Regions from separate parts of the Rattus norvegicus genome. Here region 1 is linked to region 2. The links are chromatin contacts, called in public Hi-C maps. All regions are on one chromosome and are shown on one strand. The core of a region is the stretch at or near the end of the contact, and the rest is flanking DNA. Distances in the headings are between cores, read along the strand shown.

The links. A called contact is a pair of places that touch in the nucleus more often than the background predicts.
Region 1: a Hi-C map of liver shows a contact between it and region 2, with 3 times the contacts expected there. The contact joins the enhancer-like site here to the promoter of Map3k9 in region 2. A contact is called at or near these places in 10 of 12 Hi-C or Micro-C datasets (the A7r5 cell line, the Rat2 cell line, Schwann cells and 6 more).

Annotation. Positions count from the first base shown.
Region 1 is chr6:107,853,761-107,858,798 of GRCr8, reverse strand. The region is part of intron 1 of LOC102552965 (a long non-coding RNA gene); the gene reads left to right. Among named protein-coding and RNA genes, the nearest start is that of Rgs6, 140 kb to the left of the region's middle. Within about 2 kb of position 3,383, at least 5 of the 93 cell types and tissues checked have an H3K27ac peak or open chromatin away from gene starts, as enhancers often do. A contact at or near this core is called in liver, where this site is marked.
Region 2 is chr6:107,217,024-107,221,525 of GRCr8, reverse strand. Map3k9 (mitogen-activated protein kinase kinase kinase 9) reads left to right here and starts at 1,465. Exons shown (of 11, transcript NM_001100872.1): 1 at 1,465-1,883. The coding sequence starts at 1,499.

The DNA.
Region 1 (5,038 bases), core at 2,134-4,633, 640 kb before region 2:
TCCAGCCCTGCCCGAGCTCCTGTCCCAACTTCCTCCAGTGCTGGACTATGATCTGGAAATGTAAGCCAGATAAACCCTTTTCTTCCCAACTTGCTTTCGGGTCATGGTGTTTTTATCACCATAATAGAAACCTTAACTAAGACAAATTGGTACCTGTGTCGTGAGTTGTTGCTGTGACAGCCCTGACCATGGTTTGAGAAGGACCACGGAAGGACTTTGGAACCTTGGGTTAGAAGAGCCATTGGGTGTGGAGCGCTCTGTGGGATGTTCTGTAGGAGCTTGGAAGATAATGTTGAGAATGGTGCAGAAGATGCAGGCCTGGCCTGTGAAATCTCAGAGGGAAGATTAAAGACTATGGGGATTGTTTGCTATGTTGATTTAAGATTCTGTGGTTCTCCTTAACTGGGGCTGGAGATTCAGCTGTGATTAACAAGATTCCAGGACAACTAAAGCAAACCTTTGCCTTCCTGGGACAATCGATGCTGTCAGCTGGAGCTAAGAACTTAGCAGTGATTAAGAAGAGACCAGCATCACTGAGGTGAAATCTTTTGGGAAGTGTTTTCTGAGAGCACAAAGAAGCTGTGTTCCAGAGATAGCCAAGGCTGTACCTTGTGCTGTGGCTGGACTTGGTAACGTGTGAGAGTCACCCAGGTGGTACTGGTTTTGAAGGCATGAAGGGGTCATGAAGAGCAGCTGAGGCCTGGCACTGTGAGAGGCCAAGAAAGGCCATTGGTGAAGGTGCAGCCTCAGTAGCAGTTGAAGGCCTGGAACTGAAGGGGTCAGGCAACGGAGTTGAGGCTTTGAAGAGAGCCTATGAGAGGCTGGGCTGAAAGTGCAGCCCAGTTAAGTGGAAGGCTGCATCATTTTGGAAATGCCAGTGCCATGGGATAACCACCAGGTGGAATAGAGACAGCCAGAGCCTAACGTACGACAGGGGGCAGAGCAGGAGAAATGACCCAGACACTTTGAGGAGCTCAGAAGATCCTGTGTGGATGGACACTGAGTTATTTATACTGTTGGGGTTAGTTTTGCTTGGTTAGATGGTGACAGTGCCCTGCTTCATCCCCCTCAAAGAAGGCATTCAACTTAACTTTGATTTTTATGGGAGCCCACAGCTCAAAGGCCTTGGACTTTTTAAGAAATTTTGGATGTTTAGAGAGACGGTATATTTTAAAGAGATTGAAAATTTAATGTGTTTCAGTTTGTAAAGACTGTGGGACTTTTAAACTTACGTTTTTAATATGAGATCTTGGGGATGAGTAAGAAAGGAAGAATTGTGGCTCAATAGTGCTGTGCTTGTGTGTTGACACGGGGTCAACTCTGGCTGACTTCGTGTGTCAGCTCAACACAAGCTAGAGTCAGAGAGGAAGAAGCCTCAGTTGAGAAAATGTCTCCATGAGATCCAGCTGCAAGACATTTTCTTAATTAGTGATAGTGGGGTGGGGTCCCATCTCTGGGCTGGTGCTCCTGGGTTCTATAAGAAATCAGAGTGACCAAGCCAGTAAGCAGCACCCCTCCATGGCCTCCGCATAAGCTCCTGCCTCCAGGTTCCAGCCCTGCTTGAGTTCCTGTCCTGACGTCCTCCAGTGATGGATCAGTGTCAGCCAAAAAACCCCTTCGTTCCCAACTTGTTTTTGGTCTCGCTTGTTTTGTGGCAGTAATAGACACCTGGTGTCTTATACTTTCTATCGCTGTGACAAAACACCGTGACCAAAAATAAAGTTGGAGAGGAAACAGTTTATATTTCCATATCACTGTTCATCACCAAAGGAAGTCGGGACAGGAACTCAAAACAGGGCGGGAACCTGAAGCCAGGAGCCGATGCAGAGGCCATGAAGAGGTGCACACTTAAAGCAAGCTCACTGGCTTGCCTCACAGGGCTTGCTTAGCTTACTTTCTTATAGAACCACCATCCCAAGGATGGGTCCTCACCCACTGATCACTAATTAAGAAAATTCCTTACCACAGATCGTAATGGAGGATGACAGACACATCAGATCTTCCCAGAGTTTGCTACAATAGGCAGCCATTGAGAATCCTGGCCTCCAGGAGAAAGGAGACTTGGGCTGAATGTCAATGGCCTTACCCTCTCGGTCTCTGCTGGTGGTAAACTATAATATGGAGACCAGGCTGGTGAGAAGTCAGGAGAGGGTGCTCATCAGTGGATGAGCTGTAGGCCACTGACCTCCAAGACAAGAGCTAGAAACTGACTCCACTGTCCAGTCCCAAAGTTCAAAAAGGCCTTGCCCCACCCCCTCCGCCATGACAGCATTAGGGACAGGAGTAAGGGCCTCCAGGGAGATCAGTGTTTCCCTGTGCTGCCTATGACTCCAGCTGACATTTCTGGCGTTCTGACCCTGATGGGGGATTTAGTGCCAGTGAGAATGGAGCTGTCCTAAGGAGAATGAGGTTTTGTTTTAAGAGAAGGCTTCTGATTCCCCTTTGTTTGACAAGGTGTAGGAAAGCAGTCTGGCAGATCTGCACCTACTTGTCAAGAACACTGGCATTTCCCACCTAGCCTGTGGGAGCCTTGAAAAACCCAGCCAACCACCTGATAGAAGAACCCAGGGAAGAGCTTCAAGAACATGCAGATGGGGGCAGCGGGGATGGGCAGCTGAGCCCAGACTACTGCTCCCACCAAAGCCCCAGGAATGGGTGTCATCCTGAACTCTCCAAACCAGCCTGGTTGCCAGTGACTGAAGGCCCTAGGAGAGCCCACATGGAGCAGAACAAACACACAGCTGAGAAAAGCCCAAATCTCTGGCCCACAAAATGGTCAATAAACTGGAGGTTGGGTTTTTTGGTTTTTTTTTAAGTGATTAATTATGCAGTAGATTACATGGTCCTAGGTATCTGGACCCTGGGCTGGAGGAAGAGGACCCCATGGGACCCTTCTGTGGAGTGTTGGCAGGCAGGTAGAAGCATCTGGACTCATGCTGGGGTTTACCCTTGAGAACTGGGTTTGTTATGTTTCTCTCGGTCGGTCATCTGTTGCTTTAGCAAGCAGACTGCCAGGACCTTGGGCCTGGTGTTCTGACAGATGGGCTGAGAAGTATAAACTAGAAACTCTCTTTGTATTTAGAATTGCTGAGAACAGGGACCCACGTTGAAATCGTGGTCCTCACCTGTTCACTGACGTGCAGTGCCCGTAGCGGGATGTTGCAGTTACATAGATGAGAGGGGATTGATTCAAAGAACAAAATTAATGTTGTGGTTTAGTCTAAGATATCATGTATACTATTTATAGTTGGTTTTGAAACAGATTTTTGGTTAGCTTCCATCAAGCTTCTTCGTTTAGAAAAAGAAACACAGGGCATAGCTTAGGCAGGGCTGAGAATTGGCAAGGCACTAAGCAAACGATTGCTTAGGGGAGGCCCTGGCCTCGTGATCTGATGGCAAACCAGAGAGGTTTCTCAAGCCCAGTAATGCTTGCCTGCTGTGTTCAACAGTGTTACGTGCATGTGACACACACTAGGCTATGCTGTGCTGAACTAAATTGCGTGGTATAGCAATTTACAATCCAAAAGTCAGATACTAGTCTTCATTGGGTGGTCTTTCTGAACACCCTCCTCTAGCCCTCCCTCTCCCCCAATCACCTTGTCCATGATGGCTGGCTCTCTCCTTTAAGGTATCCCTCTTACCAAAGCTCCCCCCAGCGTTTTCAGGGGAAGCCTCTCCTCCCCTTTAAGGCCCCATCATGTTGTCTCTAATACCGTTATGACAAGTCCCTTCCCCTCTCTTCATAGAGCTCATTTTCCAATGGTGGCTATGTGGCAGAGCCTTCCCAAAGCCAACCCCCACTCTCTCATTTCTAACAGGAACCCAAGCCTCCATGACCTCCAGGTCTGTCCTGAAATTGGACAGGAAGGTCTTTCTCTGAAATGAAGTGCAAGTGGGGAACACCGGCTGTCAGAGACAGCATCACTTTAAACCAACTCCCACCAGATGTCGCTAACTCCCAGTCCTCTAATATTTAGGGATGGTCTCCATCTGAGTGTCTGTCTCTTCACCCCCACGATGACCATCCAACGGCATCGATACTGTCCATTTAGGTTCCGCACAACCAGGATGTGCAAGGGAGAATGTGGTTTGGCAATGGTTCTGGTACCACAGGCCAGGCTTTCACTCTGCTCTGTGTTCATTTGCTACCTGCTGGAAGTGATTTGACCTCTCAAAGCCTCAGCTTCTATAAATGGGGACATCCATAGACCTCATCCTGCCACAGGGCTGCTGTGAGAGCTCGTGGGATAATATGCGTAGGTGGGTTTACCCTTAATACACGCTGTGTAGGGTTATTTCACGATGGTGAACTCAGAAACCATGATGCTGCGGCAAGAGTTGGGGAGATTGTGACGCTTTGTTCTGGTGATAACATTTAGATAGAACCGCTATCCCCAAGGTTTCCATGATTGTCACCTGGGAAGATAGGGTTGATTATGTGGGTATAGTGTGAAGCGATGGTCTTGGAAAAATTCAAGGGATTTTTCTCAAAATCAAAAGGGCTTAACAAAATAAATCAGGGCCTGAGAAAACGGCTCAGCCGAATTCAATCCACAGAGTCCAGGTTGTGGACTGTGCTTATCATTCCAGCCTAGGGACGGGGAGACAGGAGCATCCTGGGGTCGGGGGCCTCACAGCCTACTTCGTGAGCTCTAGAGCAGTAAGAGACGGGCACTAATCAATCAATCAATCAATCAATCAATCAGTAAATAAGTGGTGATCAGCACCTAAGGAATGACAGACACCCAAGGTTAATAACCTCTGACCGTCACCTTCATGCACATAGATATGTGCACACACCAACACACATTTGTACATATATGGATGTACACACACACACACACACACACACACACACACACACACAATCAGCAGGTACCTCAGGCAGGGGTGAGCTTCCATCACTGGACATCTCCCAACACAGGTGGCTGGACATGGGGCAGGTCAGTAAAGAGCTAATGAAATCAGACCGGGCAGAACTGAGTGAACTGAATCTTTTAAAGTCCTAATTCCGTCTCATGATTCTAAGGTTTAGGAG
Region 2 (4,502 bases), core at 216-2,715:
TTTAGCTCAGTGGTAGAGCGCTTGCCTAGCAAGCACAAGGCCCTGGGTTCGGTCCCCAGCTCCAAAAAAAAAGAAAAAAAAAAAACAACACTATTTTCCCCTCTCTCACCCTCTTGCAGGTAGAGTGGCTTCATCTTAACCTCAGAGAATCGTATGCACATCTTTTCCAGTTTACTGACCCTCCCGAGAACTGAACGTGTTAGATCCTCCTATAAACTTGAACACGTTAGGGAATTTACTTCCGGGTCTCCATCCCCAGAGACTGTGAGAGGCCAGCCTGGGCTACCCAGTAAGATCTTGCTTCAAAACCACAAATGAACAAATAAACAATGAAACACTAATTCTTGCTAAACAAATCACATCTATTCCTGTCTTGGAAAAGGTTTGGTAGATACCATGGCTGTTTTGAAATATGGAAGCCATTGCTATGACAGGCTTCAAAGCATGTAAGAGAGGTTAAGGTCTTTTTGCTCTTCCTCAATCTTGGCGGGGGTGGGGTTGAGGGTGGGGGAGATAACAAAAGGACATAGCGTAGGTCAGCCCTTGCCCAAGAGTGGCAGGCAGCACCCGCCTTTACTCTGCTTTAGTCCTTGATGGGATCTGTGTAGCCTGTCACCAGGGTCCTAGATACAGCCAGCTCCACAAGGCAAGCGCAAACTAGCTGGTTCCGCACGACTCCCCTAGCCTGCGGAAGCACCACTAGGTGACCTCCCCTTTCGTAATTCTAATAACAATGGCCAGGAATCTCCTCTTACAAAGATGAACACAGTCTTCATTAAGGCCAGCAGAGCAATCGAAAGAGTTCTTCCATTTCAAGCCATAAGGTTCCGGAGTGTCAGTGTGCGTTGCGGCGGCAGGGTACATAGGCTGGTCCCCAGGGCTGACCAGGGGAACAGCAGATCCAAGAGCTTGGTCATCTGAACCAGGAACTGGCGCAGCCCGTAGGACCAACCGGCGCAGACAAAGACAGGGCTCTGCAGCCCTCTCGGACCCACACTCGGTCTCACCTTCGGGAGCCACCCAATGAGGCCTCAGCTATCCTCAGGAGACGGACAGCCGCTGCGGGCCAATGGGAGGACGGAGTGGCTGTGGAGGCGGGTCCATCCCGGAGGCCCTGCCCCCGGGTCCGCAGGGCTGGGGCGGAGCCAGATTCGCGTCAGGTGGTCCCGGGCGTGCGGGAGGCGGGGCGCATGGGGCGGGGCGGGGAGGGAGCGGCCAGCGGGCGGCGGGCACGGGCGGCACGAGCAGGTGGGAGCCGCCGAGGGGCGAGGCCGCCCGCGGGGGCGCCAGGCGGCGGGCACTGCACCGCGCCCCTGTCCGCGGTGCGCGCTCGCGGTGCGCACCGGGCGTCCTCGACTCTCGCGCGCCTACCCTGCTCCGGCCCTACCTGCGGCGGCCGTCCGGGGCGCGGAGCCCCCAGCGCTGCCGAGCCGCATGAACAATAGGCGGCGGCGGCTCCCGCGGGCGGCCGCCCCGCACCCTATGGACCGGCCGCTCCATGGAGTCCTCCAGATCGCTTCTCGGCTGCCTGGCGAGCGCCGCTGCGGCCCCGCCGGGGGAGGATGCCACCGGTGCTGGGGCCGAAGAGGAGGAAGACGAAGAGGAGGCGGCGGCCGAGCTGGGATCTCATGCCACGCTGCCCTACTGGACGGCTGTGTTCGAGTACGAGGCGGCAGGAGAGGACGAGCTGACCCTGCGGCTGGGCGATGTGGTAGAGGTGCTGTCCAAGGACTCTCAGGTGTCCGGCGATGAGGGCTGGTGGACCGGACAGCTGAACCAGCGGGTGGGCATCTTCCCCAGCAACTACGTGACCCCGCGCAGCGCCTTCTCCAGTCGCTGCCAGCCGGGCACGGAGGACCCCAGCTGCTACCCGCCCATTCAGCGTAAGAAGGCGGGCACCGGTACCCGGTGGGGACGGGAGGGTGAGGCCTAAGGGTGGGCGAGGAGCAGTCCCGGGGGGAGAGCGACTGGCCCGGGCATGGGTGGGCACCGGGACTACAGGGACTTTAGCTGGTGCTACCCAGAAGCTCTAGAGTCGCAGGCCCTGCCTGGAACACTGGGCTTCTTCACCTTCATCTGACTCGCGCAAGTAGCAACTCTTGAAACCCTAACCCGAGTCTCCTTACGTCCCAACCCCTTCCTCTCCCTCCTGTTCCCCTCCAGATCTAGAAGGGTTTTGGAGAGCAGGTGGTTACTGTCATCAGTAACCTTAGTTCCCTAATCAAGGACCCGGCGGACCTTTTCTGTCGCTTGTCTCCGCCTCTTAAAGGTATGTGTCCAGAGAGAAGTGGAGGTGTCTCCCGCTTGCCTGGGCAGGTTCACAAGTCCCGGAAGCATGTGTGAACTCAAGAGTCAGGTGCCTTTGAAATCTCGTGTTGATTTCTCGGGTTCTCATACTGTATCTCAAAGTTGTACCTGAGGAGTCTCGCCGAAGAATATGTTAGGAAAGGTGTGTAGGTGGGGGAGGGGGCAAAGTTATGAGTGGAGAAATGATTAGAGGGAGAAAGTATGTCTGTCCCTCGTGGGAGTTCAGGATCAGCAGGTACAGTGGCTAAGTCCTTGTCCCTTACAGTCATACTGTTCACACAACACATTTTTTTTTCACCCTAGATCCTTGCCTATATTTGGCATTGGCCAAATCTCAGGGGGGCCAGAACCAGGGTTCCCTCCCAGGCTCTTTCTCCCTGTGTCCTGGTTTTCACCAATTTCCCAGGAACCCTTTGTTCCATGCTCCTAAAGAAATGTTTCTCTCTCTCTCTCTCTCTCTCTCTCTCTCTTTTTTTTTTTTTTTGAGTTAAATTGCCATTGTAATTACTTAATCGCTTGTATATTCTTGGTTGTTGTAGAAGATGGGAGTCTCTCCAAGTGCAGTTGATAGCATTTAAGTGTTTCTGTAACTCCAGTTAGAAGGCCCTCGTACTATATACGGTAATAGTTTATTTCTCGTCTTATGTACTTTGCATCCTACTTGATTAAAATAAGAAGCCATTACAAATGGCTGACTTTGAGTGTTTAGTTTTAAATTTTCGCCTGTGATAGTTATTTGTTACTTTTACATGAACAATTAAGTTATTTTAAGATGATTTTGAAATACAATGACAGCTTCTTTTTTTTCTTCTTTGCCCTTTGGCCTTTTGACTGCCAAGTTATTCAGGTCTTTAGTTCCCCTTAGATATGTTCCCTTTCATTTGAGGTGTCTTGTTTTTATACATTTTGATGTTTATAATACCCAGAAATGGCAAATCACTTTAGATTGCTTTTGAGTGCTACATATTTTGGGCAATGCTGGTGAGACAGAGGGCAATGGAAGGCCCTGGCATGGTGTTTGGAATTGGCATTGGAGATAAATTTGACCATGAGTTGAAAGACATGAATAATCTGATATATTAGGAAATATGGTGTGTTTGCTTAGTTTTGGTTTTCTGAGAAAAGGTTTCTCCATTTTAGTGCTGGCTGACCTGGAACTCACTCTGTAGACCAGGCTAGCCTCAAGCTGAGAGATGTACCTGCCTCTGACTTCCAAGCGCTGGGGTTAAAGTTGTGCACCACTACCTGGCCACAGCATCCTCCAGATGAGAGTGGGTGGAGTTCTGCGATGCTGTTCTTAGGGACAGCTACAAGTTACAGGACGTTCGTGAGCAGCCTCTGTAGTTTCCTCAGCATCTTGTGCTCCTGACTGTCATAGCAGTCAGGAGCCAACATGACTTAAGTTAAAAGAACTTTTCCACTGAGTGCCAGTCATGTCAGCAGTGTGTTTCATTCAGAGCTGAATCTCCATGATGTGGCCAGGACTTGCCTGTTAGATGTCAGTACCTTGGGTAGTGTGGACTCCTGAATCTGGATCCCAGATGGGGGGACCTTGTGCTTGTGGGGAGAACACGCTGGAGGAGCTTGGCGTTGAAAGCTCTGGTGAGTTTCTAACTTCAGCTTCCTTGTAACTGAGTTCACAAAGCTCAGGTCTAAAGCTCGTTCCTGTAGTTTCCTAGTTTGAAATAGTTGGTGAGCGGTGACTGCTAGGGACCAAGGGATAAAGGGATTAAAAGGATGGTAGGAGCTCAGACTAGTTAAGTAAACACAGAATTTCAGCCAGCGCTCTGAAAGACAGGAGTCTTGTACCTGCTTGAGTTTGTGTGACTCAGAAAATAAAGATGATTGACAAACCTTGCCTCCCAGGACTTGGAGTAGTAAGGCCACTGACAACACTTCCCCAGAGCTGCCCTTTTGAACTTCCCCTCTGGGGCTTGCAACCTTGATAGGTTCAGAGCTGCGAATGGAATACCTAAGTCTAGTCAAGCAGGGAGATTCAGGCTTGGGTTTACAGAAGTTTTTGCATCAAGCTTTATTCAGAACAGAAAGGAAAACTAATCTTTTATCCAAGAAAAATACTCTTTTATTTTATACTTTTTATTTACATTTAGAATGCTATTCCCTTTCCCAGTTTCCTATCCATAGCCCCCATATCCCATCTCCCTTTCCCCTGCTTCTATGAGGGTGTCTCCCAC